Regions from separate parts of the Canis lupus genome. Here regions 1 and 2 are each linked to region 3. A link is a contact called in public Hi-C data. All regions are on one chromosome and are shown on one strand. Each heading gives the region's core, a stretch centred on a gene start, on an enhancer-like site or on the middle of the called end of the contact. The rest is flanking DNA. Distances are from core to core; before and after follow the strand shown.

Region 1 (3,290 bases), core at 379-2,878, 180 kb after region 3:
TTCTTTTCTTCTTTTATTTCTTTTCTTTTCTTTTCTTTTCTTTTCTTTTCTTTTCTTTTTCTTTTCTTTTCTTTTCTTTCTTTCTCCTTTCTTTTTCTTCTTTCTTTCTTTCTTTTATTTTCTTTCTTTCTTTTCTTTCTCTCTCTCTCTCTCTCTCTCTCTCTCTCTCCCCCTCATGAATAAATAAATAAATTCTTAAAAAAAAAAAAAAAAATCTGGGCAGCCCGGATGGCTCAGCGGTTTAGCGCCGCCTTCAGCCCAAGGCGTGATCCTGGAGTCGTGGGATCGAGTCCCACATCAGGCTCCCTGCATGGAGCCTCCTTCTCCCTCTGTGTCTCTGCCTCTCTCTCCCTCTCTCTCTCTCTTTGTCTCTCATGAATAAATAAATTAAAAATCTTAAAAAAAAAAAAAAAGAGAGAGAGAGAAGTCTAGGTGATGATGGGACACCTGGGTGGCTCAGTGGTTGAGCGTCTGCCTTCAGCTCAGGTTGTTGATCCTGGGGTCCTGGGATCCAGGCTCTCACAGGCTCCCCGAGGGGAGCCCAATGCAGGACTTGATCCCAGGATCCTGGGACCACGACCCGAGCTGAAGGCAGATGCTCAACCACTGAGCCAGCCAGGTGCCCAATACATAAAATCTTAAAAAAAAAAAAAAAAAAAAAGAATCTGGGTGATGAATGCCTAGTTGGTTTCAGATATAATCCTCTACACGTTTCTATAATATATTTGAAATAGTTCATGCTAAATAAAACAGGAAAAATAAATACGATGCAAATGGGGAAAAGTGTAAAAAGGTTTGGTTGCGCTACTCAGGAAATAAATTCTGGAAATTAAGTTGAATCTGGAAAATGATTTCTCCAGGAAAACTCATTAATACACGATGTAAGCAACTAACTTTTGTCATATGCTCACTGTGTGCCAGACGCGGCTCTAAGCTCTCTCCCTGCACGATCTCGCTTATCCCCGGTTGGGCGATGGGGAAACAGGCTGAGGAGCAGGCAAGCGACGTTGCCCGACGCGCCCCGGGCTGCCAAGCTCCAAATCCGGGGTTCGAGGGCCAGACGCCCCACCGCGGCCCACGCCCGCCCGGTCGGCCCCGCGTACCGTGTACAGCGTCAGGTCGACATGTCGCCAGAGCCACCGGTCGTCCACCAGCCTCTTCCAGCGGTGACAAACCCTGGGGGAGGGGACCCGCCGTTAGAACAACCCCGGCCCCGGCCCCGGCCCCGGCCCCGGCCCCGGCCCCGGCCTTCCCGCCACCTCCCCGCGCGGGGTGCGGGCCGGCACCTGGAGATGCGGATCCGGTCCCGGACCGGGAGGTAGGAGAAGATCTCCAACAGGACTGAGTCCGGCAGGTCGGCCAAAGTCGCCATGATCCGGCCGACACCCACTTCCGCTGGCGGCTGAGGGGCTTCGGGATCTCGTCCCGGGGAGGCCAGCGGGCGGCGGAGGGCGGGGGTGCCAGCAGAGCGGTGGCCGCCGCCTCCGGCAGCGGACGGACTTTCAGCTTTCCTCCTGCGGGAACATGGTCCGGTCCCAGCGACAGAGCCGCCGCGACCCGGACGGAGCGCGGAGGATGGGGCTGGGAACCAGGCCCGAGCCCGGAAGGCGTGGCTGAAGCTCCGGCGCGGCCCGGAGGCGGGGCCAGGGGCGGTGACGAGGCAGGGGGCGGGGCTAGCCGAAGCTCGGGGCGTTCCGGAGGCGGGGCCAGGGGCGGTGACGAGGCTGGGGGCGGGGCTAGGGCTCGGACCAAACCTGGAAGGCGCGGCTGGGGCGGTGACTAGGGGCCCCGGGGCGAGCCTGGGGAGGTGACGGGAGACCCGGGGCGTGTTTGGGTCGAGGACGAGGCCCTGGAGCGGGATTAAGGGCTGGGACAAGGCTGGGGGCGGGGCTAGGGGCGGGGCGGAGGCTCCGGCGGGGCTAAGGATGGAGATAGAGCCGAGATAAGTGGCTGGGGTGGTGACGGGAGGCCCAGGGGCGGGGCCAAGGGCGGTGACGAGGGGCCGGGGGCGGGGCTACAGCCCCCAGGACCCAGCTGGGAAGGCGCCCTGACAGCGGAGGTGCAGGGTGGGGGGCGGGGAACAACCCGGGGTTGTCCTAAGGGGGAGCGAGGCCCTTTTTTATTTACTAATGCTTTTTGATGCCTATGAACAAGAATAAATTTGTAGAACAGAAATAGTTTAACAAAGGGTGTGTTCAATTTTTCATTTAGATTGATAGTCCCAAATTGTTCTCCACAGAGGCTGAACTGACACTCCCACCAAATATATATTGCTCATTTAAAAAATATATTTTATTTATTTATTCATGGGAGACACAGAAAGAGAGAGAGGCAAAGACACAGGCAGAGGGAGAAGCAGGCTCCATGCAGGGAGCCCAATGTGGGACTCGATCCCGGAACTGCAGGACCACACCCTGAGCGCAAGGCAGGCGCTAAACCGCTGAGCCACCCGGGCTGCCCAAAATAAAATATTTTTTTTTTAAATGAGCAATGGGGATCCCTGCGTGGCTCAGCGGTTTGGCGTCTGCCTTTCGCCCAGGGCGTGATCCTGGAGTCCAGGGATCGAGTCTTATGTCGGGCTCCCTGCATGGAGCCTGCTTCTCCCTCTGCCTGTGTCTCTGCCTCTCTCTCACTCTGTCTCTATGAATAAATAAATAAATCATTTAAAAAAAGATTTTATTTTTAAGTAATCTCTATACCCAACCTGGGTCTTGAACTTACAAGTTGGAGATCAAGAGTCACATATTCTACCCACTGACAGCTACATGCCCATATCACTATTTTTAAGATTTTATTTTCAAGTATTTTCTATGCCCAAGATGGGGCTGGAACCCACAACCCCAAGATCAAGGGTCCCATGCTGCAGACTGAGCCAGCAAGGTACCACCATCATTCACTAAATTAGTAGTTCATTTAAAAATTAGCCGTTTGGGGATCCCTGGGTGGCGCAGCGGTTTGGCGCCTGCCTTTGGCCCAGGGCGCGATCCTGGAGACCCGGGATCGAATCCCACATCAGGCTCCCGGTGCATGGAGCCTGCTTCTCCCTCTGCCTGTTGTGTCTCTGCCCCTCTCTCTCTCTCTCTGTATGACTATCATAAATAAATTTAAAAAAATGTTTTAAAAAATTAGCAGTTTATAAGAACAGCGAAATTTATTCAACATTCCTGTATTGATGAGTATTCAATTTGTTTACAGATTTGTTACCACAAATAATATTGGAGTTAAGAATTCTTTTATCTATCAACCTATCTTATCTATCTATCTTCTTTTATCTATCAACCTATCTTATC
Region 2 (3,011 bases), core at 88-2,587, 160 kb before region 3:
AAAAAGAATTTGTGCTAAGAGGGTGTGGACTGCCCTTTGCACTCCTCTGTGCTCCCCTACTCAGATATTTTATTTTTTGCTCTCACTTCGAAGCTGGGCTTCCTTTTTTTTTTTTTTTTTTTGAGTTTTATTTATTTATTTTAAATATTTTATTTATTTATTCATAGACACAGAGAGAGAGAGGCAAAGACACAGGCAGAGGGAGAAGCAGGCTCCATGCAGGAAGCCCGATATGGGACTTGATCCCAGGTCTCCAGGATCACACCCCAGGCAGTAGGCGGCCAAACCGCTGCGCCACCGGGGCTGCCTTTTTTTTGGGGGGGGGGGGGGGTTTGTTTTGAAGCTGGGCTTCCTAACCTTCTGGCTCAGGTATTGTAAAAGAGGACCACTTTCCCAAGCCCTGCCACGACCTCTCTTTTTTTGGCAAAGTGATCAGGCTCTAGGTGGTTGGTCAAGAAAAAACTGAACATTCCCTGGTAGACAGATGAGACAAACCAAAAGATTGAGGATGTTGTCGAGGTTTATAACGGACAGATGGAAAGATGGGGTTGCAGTTACTTGAGGTTGAGAGGGTGAAGTCAGGACTTTGTGACATTTTATTTATTTTTAAGATTTTACTTATTCATGAGAGACACACAGAGAGATAGAGGCACAGGCAGAGGGAGAAGCAGGCTCCCCATGGGGAGCCCAATGTGGGACTCCATCCCAGGGCGCTGGGATCACAAGCTGAGTCAAGGCAGACGCTCCACCACTGAGCCACCCAGGTGCCCGGATTTGTAACATATTATTTTTCTTAAAACATTTTTTTTTAAAGATTTTATTTATTTATTCATGAGAGACATAGAGAGAGGCAGAGACACAGGTAGAGGGAGAAGCAGGCTCCATGCAGGGAGCGGACGCGGGACTGCATCCCGGTTCTCCAGGATCACGCCCTGGGCTGAAGGCAGCGCTAAACCGCTGAGCCACTCAGGCTGTCCGATTTGTGGCATTTTAAAGTGTCTAAAGACAGCCAAGTGGAGAGAGCAAGTCTCATACCATCTAGAATCCAGGGTAGAGATGTGGGACTGTGGGTGTAAATTTGAACCTTGAGTGCATAGACAGTACTTAAAACGGTGAGATTCGCTGATACCACGGAGAGAATGATTACAAGACGAAATCGGAGAACTGAGACCTGGGATACTGGATCAACTGAAAGTGGGGAAACGTGGATCGTCAGGCTCCACCTAGGAACGGCGGCCAGGACGGTGTAAACTCGAGAACTACATTTCCCAGAATCCCTTCCTCCCCACGCTTCCGAGTTAGAGGCCGCCTAAGAAGTCCCGCGAGATTTAGAAGGCGGAAGTGAAGCGGAAGCCATTGCTCTCGGGAGGCGAGTGCGGCTCTACACATGGGCAGGGGAGGGGTCCGCCACGGCTTCCTCAGGGCTGTTGGGGATCCTCCGCTTCCCCGCCACAGACCGGACCTGCTGTATGAACTCGGCGTCCCCTCGGCGGCAGCTTCCGTGACCTCCACTGCACCTGATTCTACCCTCAGCCTTGTAAGCTCCGCTTTCCTCACTTAACCCTTTACCCTCGGTCTTCCCCAGGACTCGAAAGGCCCATCGACCGGGAGGAGTGAACGGGGCCGGGGACCGGGGACCTGGGACCGGAAAGCCGGGCAGCCAGGGGAGGGTGGCGGTATGAGACGTGGGTACGCGAGGACTGAAATTTAGGACTGATGTGTTCAGGACGAGGTAAAGGCACTGGTGAGCTGATTTATTATTTAATAAAAAAAAAAAAAAAAAAAGGACTCCTTGGGGTGGGAGGGAAAAGCCCAGCCGCAGCGCATTCAGGACTTTTTGGTGGAGTCTGGAACGGGAAACCGGGAGGAATGATACCTTCCTTTGGCTCTGCGGTCCATTTTCTCCACCACGGGTAGAGGCACACTGGGCTTTCCGTTGACATTTATTTGCATTGAGTGTTAACATTCTACATGTAAACTTCTGGCCGCGCTGATCTGTTGGTTGAGTTGACTCGTGTAAACAGCCTACAACCAAATTTAAAAGTTCACTTCAAAACAAAAAAAAACGTTCACTTCAACATTCTGTTCATTTAACCTTGAGAGTTAGCCCATTAATATTTAGTGTGATCGCTAATATTTTGCATTTGGTTTTTCACCACCTTATTTCGCTTGCTAATTATCCTTTAACTTTCAAGTACTTTTTTTTTTTAGTTTTTTTATTCGTTCAAGTATCTTTTAATTGGAATATAAAACATGTGCAAAAAAAGGTATAAAAACACGCACATTCTCTGCAAAAAAAAAGCAAACACACTCTTAAAAGACAGCAGTAAAGTAAATCTATAAACAGAAAGAGATTATGAAATCTCTGGAACCTGTGTGCTCTTTCCTGCATCCTCCTCTTAATGATTTCCTTTGGATTTTACTACTACTTAATGTTTTTCCAAAAATTCATTTCCTAATTTCGGTAATTATTTGTAAATGGACTTAACGCTCTTAAATACTTTCAGGGACATTCTTTTTTTCCTATCAATGCAAGTATATTTTTAAATTTATTTACTCATTTTTAAAGATTTTGTCTATTTATGACACAGAGAGGCAGAGACATAGGCAGAGGGAGAAGCAGGCTCCTTACAGGGAGCCCAATGTGGGACTCGATCCCAGGTCTCCAGGACCACGCCCTGGGCCGAAGGCAGCCGCTCAACTGCTGAGCCATCCAGGTGTCCCTCTTTTTTTTTTTTTTAAAGATTTTATGTATTTATTCATGAGGGACACAGAGAGGCAGAGACATCGAGAACATCGGCAGAGGGAGAAGCAGGTTCCCTGCGGGGAGCCTGATGCGAGACTCCATCCCAGGACCCCCAGATCACAACCCCAGCCAAAGGCAGATGCTCAACCACTGAGCCCAGGTGCCCTATCCATTCTTTTTCAGACACCTCATAACTTTAAATTTTAGAGTCAGTTTACAAAGCTTCACATACTGGAGTTTTATTTTGAGGTTGTGTTGAATCTGT
Region 3 (3,332 bases), core at 450-2,949:
CAAACACACAAATGCAAAACACTATAAAAGTATTAGTATAGTCAAGAATTGAATAATGAGGGATGCCTGGGTGGCTCAGCAGTTGGGCGTCTGCCTTCCGCTCAGGACATGATCCCAGGATCCTGGGATCGAGTCCCACATCAGGCTTCCTGCATGGAGCCTGCTTCTCCCTCTGCCTGTGTCTCTGCCTCTCTCTCTCTCTTTGTCTCTCATGAATAAATAAATAAAATCTTAAAAATAAAAAAAAGCGACCAATCTATATCAATATCCATTGATGGCCATTTAACACACTAGGATTAGAGAACAGCTCTAATTTGGAAAAAAATAATTAGTATCTATGACCCTACAGCAAATATATGTTTATATTTATATTTATATATATTTTTAAAGAGGCCAGTATGGAGCCTAGGGGAGCTTGAAATCACGACTCTGAGATCAAGACCTGAACTGAGACCAAGAGTCTGAGGCTGGGGTCACCTGGTCGGCTCAGTCCATTAAGAGCCAGACTCTTGATTTTGGTTCAGGTCTTGATCTCAGGGTTGTGAAATCCAGTTGTAATAGAAGCAGGACTCCCCCTGATGATGAGTGAGGAGTCTGCTTAAGATTCTCTCTCCCTCTCTAAAAAAATAAATAAATAAATCAGACCCTAAACCAACTGAACTATCCAGGTGCCCCACAAACATCCTATTTAAATTCTGAAATGATAGGGGCGCCTGGGTGGCGCAGTGGCTGAGAGTCTACCTTTGGGTCAGGTCATGATCCCGGAGTCCTGGGATCCAATCCTGCATCGGGCTCCCCGCAGGGTGCCTGCTTCTCTCTCTCTGTCTCTCATGAGTAAATAAATAAAAATCATAAAAAATAAGTAAATCCTGAAATGATAGAATAATTCCCCCCTGGGATCAGGAACAAGGCAAGGATGCAAATTATATGCTCTCATTTAGTACTGTCTGTCCACTTAAATGTAGGTCCTAGCAAACACACTCAAGAAATTAAGAACGCAAGGTACGGGAATTTAAGAGAAAACGCTGAAAACGGCCCATGATCTCACTCTCGGTGTGAAATTCAAAACAATCTACAGATAAATGGTTAAAATTTACAGCCGCATTGGAGGGAGAAGGGGGTTACAGAGATATTAAGTAATCAGTTCGCGTTTCTGTACCTGAATATAATGTATCAAACTGTTGCCCACAGGCAGGGTAAAATTCAATGATGAAGTATCTCCTGCACCAGGAGGGGAGCCGGGAACCGAGCTGAGGCCAACGTCACCCGGTGCTCACCCAACACACCGAAATCCCCTGACCAGCGGACGGACGAGGTGGAGGCGCCTGCCCGGCCACGGAATGGCGGGGATGCTTTACTTTCTGAAAAGGCGGCCTGGGATGCTTTGGAAGGCCCAGTACATAGGAGGGTGGGTGTCTAACTCTAGCCGGCAGCCGACTCACCCCGGCTGCTGCACGCAGCCCAGAGCTCCTGATTCGGGGAGTTTGGGCCGAGCCGCGGCCGCGGGAGGCCCCCCGCGCTGGGTTCCGGCGGGGGCGGGAGGCACGGCCCGAGCGGCCGTCCTCCGAATGACGACCTATCCCCCTCCCGCACGCCAGACCCGGGGCTAGAGGGTCTGAGCCGGGAAGGACGCCGACTGAGGCAGAAAATCTGCCCCAGCGGCGAGTGGGGGACCGAGGCGCTATGGCCGTCAGCTCGCGCAGGCGCAGGAGCACACTTCTACTTCCGGTTTCTGAGCCGCGCACAACGTAAAGGGCGGGGCCTAGGGATCAGGGGGTGTGGTGAGACGGCAGGTGGGGGCTTCCAGCCGCCGGTGGAAGAGCAATGCTAGTTCGTGCTGCCGTGAGTCGCGGTTGGGCCCTGGGGCCGGAACCGCGCAGGACTTGGTGTTGGACGGGGCTCAGAGGGGCCTCAGGTGGTTGGCGGGGTTTTGGTTGTCTAGGCCTGTGGGGCGGAGCTGGGGCGAGACACCGCCTGGGGGCGTGGTTTAGGGTGGGACCACTCCGAGGGGCGGGGCTTGGTTGAAAATTGTTGGGGAGGGCACCTGGGTGGCTCTGGGGCTGAGCATCTGCCCTTGGCTCAGGTCGTGATCCTGGAGGCTGAGGATCGAGTCCCACGTCGGGCTCCCTGCGTGGAGCCTGCTTCTCCCTCTGCCTGGGTCTCTGCCTCTCTCCGTGTGTCTGTCATGAATAAATAAATAAATTCTTAACAACAACAAAAAACAATGGCATTCCAGCTCCTCCTCAGAGGAGCATCAAGACCCCCAATTCTTGGGCCCAGTCAGCTAAAACAATACTTACAGTAACTGAAGTCAAAGGAGTTTACAACCCTGCCCTCCCCAGGAGTCCAAAGAAGGTGGCTACTTTAATGAAGGAATGTTCTAAACCATGAGATAGGTGTGGAGTCCTGTTTACCACAGCTTCTCACCAGGATGCCCCCCCTCAAGAGGAGGAAAGAGCCCAAACTCCTGCAGGTGATGAGCCACGACAGAGTGCAGGATTCTGGAAAAAATGGGCTGTGTCATCACTGTAACAACAGAGATGTCTTATCCTCCCCTTGGCCAGTGACCTTCCAAAAAGTGGTAAAAGACAAAAAGACAAAGGGGGAAGGCAAAAAAAGGAAGAGCTGACTCTTTCTTGGAGGAGGAAATATACATTGTCTATACCATAAAGGGCCTAACTCAAGAAAGCAGTCTCTCTCTCCGACCCCAGGAAGTGAATACCTTGGGAGGAGGATTAATGAAAAGGGAAATTACCAGCTTAACCAATAAAATGGGCCCACTTTTGCTATAAGATGATACTGTCCTGGTTGTTCTTTCCAGACAGTCCCTTTTCCCATTATTGGAATGGGACCTTCTGAGCCGACCTTGTGAAATAAGCTGAAATCTTGTGCCATTGGTGGGCGCCAGTTGCTGAGAACAAGTTAACCTTCTGTTACTAGTGGAGGTGGTCAATATGCCACAGTATCTACTGGCTGAGGAAAGGCACTGACTTAGTGAAAAAAGCAACACTGATTCCTGCCATTTCATCTTTAGTTCCTGGTGCACCCTGTGATTAAAGCCACTAAGCATAAATAAGGCTGACCATAGACTATAGTTAAATGTGATTATTCCCTTCACCACAGCACCCATACCACATACCACTGCCTTATTGGATGATGTTTGAGCTGAAATTGTGAATTTGGCTAATATGTTCTATTCAATAAAAGTCTCACAGATGAGAAAGGCATCCTCACCCACTGCCCACGTGATGTACTCTCTCTTAAAAAAAAAGAAAGATTTTATTTATTTATTTGAGAGAAAGAGAGCATGAGCCGGGGCTGGGCGGGTAGGG

Evidence for each region. A called contact is a pair of places that touch in the nucleus more often than the background predicts.
Region 1: a Hi-C map of blood shows a contact between it and region 3, with 2.4 times the contacts expected there. The contact joins the promoter of FBXL12 here to the promoter of ZNF699 in region 3. A contact is called at or near these places in 2 of 9 Hi-C or Micro-C datasets (both in blood).
Region 2: a contact with region 3 is called in a Hi-C map of blood, with 3 times the contacts expected there. The contact joins the promoter of ZNF317 here to the promoter of ZNF699 in region 3. A contact is called at or near these places in 3 of 9 Hi-C or Micro-C datasets (amygdala and blood).

What each region holds. Positions count from the first base shown.
Region 1 is chr20:51,576,627-51,579,916 of UU_Cfam_GSD_1.0, reverse strand. It overlaps FBXL12 (F-box/LRR-repeat protein 12), which reads right to left and starts at 1,628. Exons shown (of 3, transcript XM_038567376.1): 1 at 1,287-1,628; 2 at 1,104-1,176. The coding sequence starts at 1,372.
Region 2 is chr20:51,917,870-51,920,880 of UU_Cfam_GSD_1.0, reverse strand. ZNF317 (zinc finger protein 317) reads left to right here and starts at 1,337. Exons shown (of 7, transcript XM_038567387.1): 1 at 1,337-1,537.
Region 3 is chr20:51,754,924-51,758,255 of UU_Cfam_GSD_1.0, reverse strand. It overlaps ZNF699 (zinc finger protein 699), which reads right to left and starts at 1,699. Exons shown (of 5, transcript XM_038567386.1): 1 at 1,160-1,699.